Regions from separate parts of the Macaca mulatta genome. Here region 2 is linked to region 1. Evidence: chromatin contacts called from public Hi-C data. All regions are on one chromosome and are shown on one strand. The core of a region is the stretch at or near the end of the contact, and the rest is flanking DNA. Distances in the headings are between cores, read along the strand shown.

What was found. Hi-C and Micro-C count contacts between places; a contact is called where the count stands out from the background.
Region 2: a contact with region 1 is called in a Hi-C map of CD4 T cells, with 4 times the contacts expected there. The contact joins the promoter of DNAJB14 here to the promoter of DAPP1 in region 1. A contact is called at or near these places in 4 of 14 Hi-C or Micro-C datasets (CD4 T cells, blood, cortical neurons and 1 more).

Annotation. Positions count from the first base shown.
Region 1 is chr5:109,130,792-109,134,998 of T2T-MMU8v2.0, forward strand. DAPP1 (dual adaptor of phosphotyrosine and 3-phosphoinositides 1) reads left to right here and starts at 2,224. Exons shown (of 10, transcript XM_078002025.1): 1 at 2,224-2,560. The coding sequence starts at 2,460.
Region 2 is chr5:109,264,202-109,268,408 of T2T-MMU8v2.0, forward strand. It overlaps DNAJB14 (DnaJ heat shock protein family (Hsp40) member B14), which reads right to left and starts at 1,840. Exons shown (of 7, transcript XM_015138877.3): 1 at 1,670-1,840. The coding sequence starts at 1,773. H2AZ1 (H2A.Z variant histone 1) reads right to left here. Exons shown (of 5, transcript NM_001193550.1): 4 at 4,016-4,145; 5 at 3,297-3,735. The coding sequence ends at 3,674.

The DNA of each region.
Region 1 (4,207 bases), core at 974-3,473:
TACCCAGTTAGACTCACTTCTTGTTTTGCATGGGATTTTCAAGACTCTGTATGCACTTGGGTTTTAGACATAACAGACATGACTGAGGGTCTAAGGCATCCAACAGAGCTCTGCTTAAAATCACCACTGAGAGGAAGCCTGCAATACCTGAGTGGAAAAAATTCAGGGCTGTGAACCAGCACCACTGAAAAGAGATTGTTGAAATAATAATTACGTGATTTTTAAAAACATACCTTGTACTTGCTTGGAAGCAAAAGTTGAGGTTCCTTTGATAAACATACTGGATGTAGTGGCTCACACCTGTAATCTCAATATTTAGAGAGGCCTAAATGGGAGGATTGCTTGAACCCAGGAGTTTGAGACCAGCCTGGGCATCTCTAAAAAATAAATAAACAAATATTTAAGAATTATATCATTTGAATAATGTAAAACATATATTACCAAATATTTTTATGAAGGTCCAGCATTTTGTTGAAACTATCTAGTAAGCCTCCTGCAGCTGTTACCACTGCAAAACTAAGTGTGCAGTTAGTGGAGCAGGCACGGTGGTAGGGATACCGGGAAAATTGAGTAAATGACAAAGTGGAACAATGACATCAAAGGAGAGGACAACAGATAGGACAGCAGCATGAGAAAGGGAGAAAGACTGGGAGATTCAGAGAGAAAAGAGGGATGATCTTAGAAAATTCTGCTACTTGAGCTTCCAAAAAAGTTAAGAAAAAGAATAACCAGAATTTGCAAAAAATGGGAATGAAATAGATACTAAAACACCAAATAAAGGGCTCTAGAAAGGGAACAGGAACTCTAGTGCACAGGCTGTTCCCCTGTCGCTGCTGTGTGCATATTCAGTATCTCCCTGGCCTGCACTGGCCTCTCTGTTTGAGTGGGCCCTGTCCTCCTCTGTGAACAAACTGTAGCCAAAAGAATTGTAAGTGCTCATTTAGTCAGTTACATATGTATTATCAGAGCTTAGTCTTCAGCAGACTCCTCTAGACACTCGGGAATTTCTCACTGGCAACCAGCGTTACCCAGGGTCTCACAGTGGTAATAGGGAGGAACATGAAGGATAGAACCGTGTGAGGTGAACAGCAGCCTCTTGCAATCATCTAGTCCTTTAGGAACAGCTCTGCTGTGCTGCTAGTCCTCAGGCCTCTGTAACTGTGAGAACAAGTTACAGAGCACCCTGGTGAGTGCTGAGTGAGTCAGGGAGTAGAGATAAGAAGAAATAGAGAGAAAGCGAGAGGGAGAGAGAGACCTGTAGGTACATAGAAAAGGCAGGAAGCAACGTATGTCCTTGACTCATTTGATACTGCACTTTGTCCTACTTCCCAAGGATTCAGTCACCGCCATTTACCTTTAGCATTGCAGGCAGATAGAATCCCCCTCTACATATGAATCTGGGCACAAAGCCATGCAGGTGTGAGTAAGCCCATGAAGAAAGTGGCGCTCAAAGACTCCAGGAGTTCAGGCCAGGCACAGTGGCTCATGCCTGTAAGCCCAGCACTTTGGGAGGGTGAGATGGGTGGATCACCTGAGGGTGAAACCCCATCTCTACAAAAATACAAAAATTAGCTGAGCATGATGGTGGGTGCCTGTAATCCCAGCTACTTGGGAGGCTGAGACAGGAGAATCACCTGAACCCCGGGAGGCGGAGGTTGTAGTGATCTCAGATCACGCCATTGCACTCCAGACTGGGTGACAGAGCGAGACTCTGTCTCAAAAAAAAAAAAAAAAAAAAAAAAAAGAAGAAAAAAAGACTGCAAGAGTTCTAATATGCCCCATTAGGTGGGCACCAGAATGGCCCCTTGTAACTTTTTCCTACCTTCTTCTCTCCTAATTCTTCCATGGAGGAAACAATAATTATCTCTGAATCATCCCTATTCAGAGAATCGAGGATATATTAGAAGATCTGGGTAAACAAGCACAAATATTACAAAAGTACTAAAACAGCAAACTTCAGGGTTGAACTTGTGGTTTGCTTCTGTTTTTTCTACCCACTCTAAAGGTGTTCCTGATATAGAAGCTTCCTCAGTGTTCCCTGTGTTGGTGTGTAAGACAGAAAGAAGATTGGTAAAAGAGTGCACTCATCCTCCCCTACAAACCAGAGGCTGATCGCATTAGGGAAAAGCTAGGGTTTGGCCTCACACAAGCAGTTTGCACTGTTGTCCAATCCCAGGTGGGGTGACCGCCTCTTCATTTCCTTTGATAGCAACTGCCTGTTGCGTGATGCAGTGTGGGTGTCCTCAGAGGTAACTACCTAAGTTTGCATACTTCCTCACTGACAGAACACTCCTGCCAGTGCCTCCAGGCCAGGGTGGTGGTATTGGTGGGAGGAGTAAGTAACCAAGTTTCACTTCCTTGCCTTGGAGACTCAGAGCCACAGCGGGCTGCTGTCTCACAGAGGGAGAGGGTGGCAGGAGCAGCCGAGTTGTCTCTCTCTGCCTCTGTGAAGGGCGCGAATGGGCAGAGCAGAACTTCTAGAAGGGAAGATGAGCACCCAGGATCCCTCAGATCTGTGGAGCAGATCCGATGGAGAAGCTGAGCTGCTGCAGGACTTGGGGTAAGGGAGCAGATCTCCTTTCAAAGTGCCTAGTGGGTGGACATTGACTCCGCACTCCCACCTTCATGCTTTGGTTAATGACTATCTTCAGCGCCTTGTTGCCCTCTGCCACTTCAACTGTTTATTTTTTTCCACTTTATTCATTTGTATCTGTTAAGTATCTTCCTGTTTGGGGCTAATTCCATTGCAAAAGCCTGCATTATTTTTCTAGATGTGAAAACAAGTAGGTTGAGAAAATAGAGAAAAAAATCAAATGCTGGACATTCTTTGAGAAGAGGGACAGAATTGGGATATAGAGGTGACGTTGCCTGACTTCCTTGATGTTGCTCTGGTTTGTGAATAAATGTGTTGTTCAAGAGTTTCCAGCACTGACCCAGGGACAGTAAAAGGACCATGTTGCTGGTAAGATAAACAGAAAGCCTACCCTACTGTAAGGGAGGGGGACTTTTTCAAAAGATAGAGAATGAGGAAGTTTCTGCAGTAGTCTCGCTTGTATGTTTCTTTCTCCTGATACTGCATTTGGGAGTTTTATATTTTATGTATGTCCAGAGGGCCAACTTTGAGCCTTTAAATACCAACAATCCACGAAGAGGATAAAATTTCTTCTTCAAACAGGTAAGCATAGGTAGGTGGAGTCATTGGAGCTCTGTCTTTGAGAAGTGACCCAGATGACAACTCATCCGGGTATTTAATAAAAGAAGCAAGTATTACACAAGAGAGGAATTGGGGATTTCCTAGAGAAACTGAACCTTCTGCCTAATGCACTGGGAATATCCCAATGAGGGTGGCTTTGGCACCTGTGCATGAGGAGAGGTAAAACCTGTACCTTCTGCCTGAGTAAATAGCTCTAAATCTTCATAACAATCCAATGACATGGGAGCTGTTGTCATCTTCATCTTACAAAGGATGAAAACAAGCATCAAACAGGTTTGAATAACTTGCTTGCTAGTCACACATCAATTACATAGCAAAGCTGGGCATCCAACCTGCCACGGGTTATGTCCTAAACCGAAGAAAAACCAAAATAGAATTGAAACCTCTCTGTGTTAACGCTGCAGAGATTGTATCTTTTTATGTTGTATTGCTGTAAAAGTTTATCAGTAATTCCTGTCTTTAGATTATAAAACTGAGGTCTTGGAATTGAACTCTACTTTCATTTGGCGAATCAGATAAAACAACTGGAATTTTCATTAAAGAAAACTCCCCTTATTAGGAAGCCAGAGCTCTAGAATCTCTCTATCCCTCTAGAATGAATCCCCAAACAGAAGAGGCAAAGGGCCCTTCTGTGAGCATCCAGCACAGTTTTCACCAAGTCCAAATGCTGAGGCTGAACTGTGGCCCGCAGTGCCTTATTGAACCATTAAGCTACAACGCTTTACATGTTCTGTTAACTGATTCCCAGCCCACTGTAATAGAAAACCCCGAAGGAGGAGACAGAAGAATTTATTCAATTCTGGTCGTTTAGTTAAACAAACAATCCTAGAACCCAGAGTCCGTGGTTGAGTACTGTGGGAACACGCTTAGATGACAAAGATGAATTAGATGCTGTCTCTGTGCCCCACCACGATGCCAATAGCAAGAAGCAACTACAGGTGAACCCCATGGGGGAAATAGGACTGTGGACTGTGTCTTTCTTCCATGTGCAAA
Region 2 (4,207 bases), core at 590-3,089, 130 kb after region 1:
TGGCCAGGCTGGTCTCAAACTCCTGACCTCAAATGATGTGCCCGCCTCGGCCTCCCAAAGCGCTGGGATAACAGGCGTGAACCACCGCGCCCAGCCTATTCAGTATTCTTTTAAAAAGGAATCCTTCACATGTTACAACATAAATGAAATGTGAGAACATTATGCTAAGTGAAGTAAGACAGTCACAAAAAGATACTGCATGATTCTACCTATCTGAGGTAACTAAAGTAGTTACATTCACAGAAACACAAAGTAGAATAGTAGTTGCCAGGGTATTGGGAGACGGGGCAATAGGGAGCTGTTTAATTAGTACACAGTTGTGTTTTAAGATGAAAAAGTTCTTAAGAGTCTGCACAACAATGTCAATATACTTCACTAATGGACTGTACACTTAAAAATAGTTAAGACCGTAAATTTGGTGGGTTTTTAAACCACAATTTTAAAAATTATTAACTCTTTTCTTTAACTTTATTTTCCTGTCCTCACGGGTATAGTGTTAGAAGGCAATGTAATAGAAAGGATAGAGAGAAAAGCAAAGAGCACAGGGCTTCAACGACGTAGGGAAAAAAAATTTAAGAGACAACAAAACAAGTATTTTCATTAACAATTTTCCACAATTAATTGAATCTATCGATAACTTTCTTCTATCGATAACTTTCTTCTCAATCTGGAAAAACTAACGGCAAGGCAACAGTGTAGTGGTTAAAGGCTTTTTGAAGTCTGAAAGTTCGGCTACTATTCTGACTTTGCCACTAATTGTTGTGTGACCTTGGGTAAGATATTTTCATTCATTTGCTAATTCATTCATTCATTCATCAAAGTCTGTTTCCATGTGGGTAAACCTGGTCAAATGAATCCCACACCTCTACACAGAATTGTTCTGAGGAATAAATGAAATAATCCATGCAAAATGTTAGGCATAACTATTGGCACTTTGTAAGTGCTCAATAAATGTTGGCTATTATTACTCTGAAGCCAATTGAGTAGGACAATAAATAAGCTGAATTCAACTAAAGGAAACCCAGTACCATATTCCTCAGAGATTTGGTTCGTCGATAATTCTGGTGTTATCAAATCAGATACTATTCAGCAATCACTACTGACTCTTGACCATTCTTGCCGAATGTGTGCTCTTCTCTTTTAAAGGAACTCTCTCCCAGGGAAAAGCAATGTCATCTCAGGTATTCGATGTTTGCTTTGGGAACAGTTTTCTACAGATCTCAGAAATGATGGCACCTGAGATTAGCCACTAGAGTACCCCGTTCCTCTCACTTCGATAGGGGCCTAGGCCTTATGTGGGACTGAGAATGGGGAGGAAGGAGGCCACATAAACAACACAGATACAAATAAAGCCTCACTGTGGTAAGACGGGACCAGACAAGTCTCCTCCAAGGAGAATGAAACCTGGACATTCAGGACAGCGGAACGCCGAGCCGGCGGGCAGGCTGGAGCAGAGAAGCCTCGGCAGCTCTCCCCGAGCCCCGGCCCGAAGCCGGGGCCGGGGCCAGGGCGGGGGTGTGTCGAGATGCTCCCCACCGGCCTGGGGCTGGGGATGGCTCAGGCAGGCCGGGGCTCCGCAGGCTTCCAGGAGGGGCCGAGGTGGGGGCAGGGGAGGGCTACGCGGTGCTCTGGGGATTGGGCAGGGAGAGAAGGGACGCTGAGGTCTCACCGCGGGCCGAGGGCAATGGGTAGAGCTTCTCGGCTTTCTGCAGGAAGCGCTGGGCCTTCTCGCGGTTGCCGGCGTTCAGGGCCTCCCGGGCGATCTCGACACATTTCTCAGCCTCATCCCTGTTCCCCTCCATAGCTTGCTCCTTCTTCCGTTTCCTCTCGCAGCGCAGCTAAGAGGGGCGGAAGCCGCCGCCGCGGAGGAGGCGAGGCGGACCGGCTGGGGGCGTGCGGCGGCCGGCTGGGAGGAGCGCAGGGGACCGCGGCAGCGGCGGCGACGGCCCGGGCTGACGGGCGGGCCTCGCAGCTCCGCCTCCTCACGGCGGCCTCCCCGCCCCCCGCGAGCCCCTAGGGTGCTAGCCGCATCCGTCCCGGCCCAGGACCAAGCTGCTGGGCCCGGACATCCGAGCTGACTTGGTGGTCCGCGCACGGCGCCGGTAGGCTAGAAGCTTACCTGCCCGCGAGGCGGGCAATGGCAGCCGGGCTGCCCATCGCGGAGTGGGGGGTTCCGCCCCGGACCCGATTGCCGGCATTGGAAGCGCCCTGCCCTGTGACCTCCGGGCACGGCCCTCGCAGATGGGGGCAGGAGGACGGGATGGCGGAAGGGGACACTCGTTTTCAGTTAATTTCCCAGGCTTGGAGGCCCCGCTTCTGAGCCCCTCAAGCGAGGGAGGATGCGGTCAGGTGAGGACCAAGGTGTCAGTCAGTCCAGTCTCAGCACTTCCGGGACATGTTAGAGCGTCGTTTCAACCTAATCTTAGGGCTTGTACGACAGCCTTATTTCAGCTGCACATTTTTTTCTGACCCAGATGTCAGGCTATCCAAAGTACAAAGCAGTTTAATTTGTAGCTTGCAACGAGTGGTGCAGAGCGGCCCTAATCCTGTGTATTCAAAACAAGGGAGGAATCAGCCCCTCAAGTGTTGCCCTAACGAAAGCAAACTTTTGATTTCACCTTTTCCTTCCCATTTGGGTAACATTACCACTTGGAAGTACGGTGTCATGTTAGTCTTCACGGTGAGGGTGGGGGTGAATGTTATGTGCAGTTTTAATTTTTTTAAAAAACATGACAAACTGTGGAAACGATCTGCTCAACCCAACAAGGTAACGATTTTTACAAAATGCTGTGAGCCAAGCTGTTAATTCCAACTACCACCAGAACTCGGTACTTTCAAATAAGAAAGCCTGCTTCTCTTCAATAAAATGGAGATAGTATATCCCCAATGATGTTACTGAGCACTTAACAATTTCAATTTCAGACTTCAAAGCAGGGCCTAGCACGTAGCACTATTAGCTTCAGAGTTTAAATTCGGAGTTCATTATGTGGATATACAGGACATTCCTACCTATTCTCTCCCTCCCCAAGTCCACCACACTAACAGCATACTAGTGCAGTGCTGTCACACAGCAAGCAAAGTCAATGCACAAACTGAAATGCTCCCACTCCAGCTCCTGACAACTTTTTAAATTAAAACTTTAGTAGCTTATTATATAACATTAAAAATATATACTTGGTCTATCTCACTTTGTTGATCTAGATTTGACAGGTCAGTCACAAAGAAATGTGCTTAGTTATTGCTGCTAGATATTCAAAACAAATTCATATTACAATCAAGCCAATTTAATACACAACTAGTTTGGGATATGACCTTTATTGAGCTTATCCACCAGAGTGGAAATAATGTCTGTACAAAACCAAATGTTTGTTACTATAACTTCTGCATCACAATTAAAATCCAAACAGTTTTTTAAAAACAGTCAACTCAATCAAAACCCACTACTTCAGAATCAATAGCTTCTTTGAAGCCACAGTAACACTTAAATATGGTTAAGACTCGAATGCAGAAATTTGGTTGGTTGGAAAGCTAATTAAACTTCCAACTTGCTCAAATAGAATTACAAAAAGGCAAAATTGTGTTTTTCACAGAGATACAGTCCACTGGAATCACCAACACTGGACAGCTGTTAGAGTATTTAGAGTCCTGAGATAACAAGGAATCCAGGCATCCTTTAGACAGTCTTCTGTTGTCCTTTCTTCCCAATCAGAGATTTGTGGATGTGTGGAATGACACCTAGGAGAGTGACAGGAATTAATTCTACTTAAGATTTTTTTTTTAAAATCACAGTATTTGAAACCAAAAAAAGTATACTGTTCAAGTATCTTTAAAAACGTGCAGCTCAAGTATGAAGTAAAAATTCAGTTATACATATGAATCAAATTTCATGATAAAACCATACTTGCATCAATGAAAATATACTTAAATTTTCTCTTCTAGAAAAACTAATGAAATTAAAGCAGCAAAGAATTCCTTCCTCTGAAGAAATTTTTAAAAATTTTAGAAGTTAACATACCACCACCAGCAATTGTAGCCTTGATGAGCGAATCCAATTCTTCATCTCCACGAATAGCAAGTTGCAAGTGACGAGGGGTAATACGCTTTACCTTTAAGTCTTTTGATGCATTTCCTGCCAGTTCAAGTACCTAGAAGGCAGAATCTAATCAGTTCCCTTCCAACTTTCCTTTGGCCAAGATTCAGAGAACAG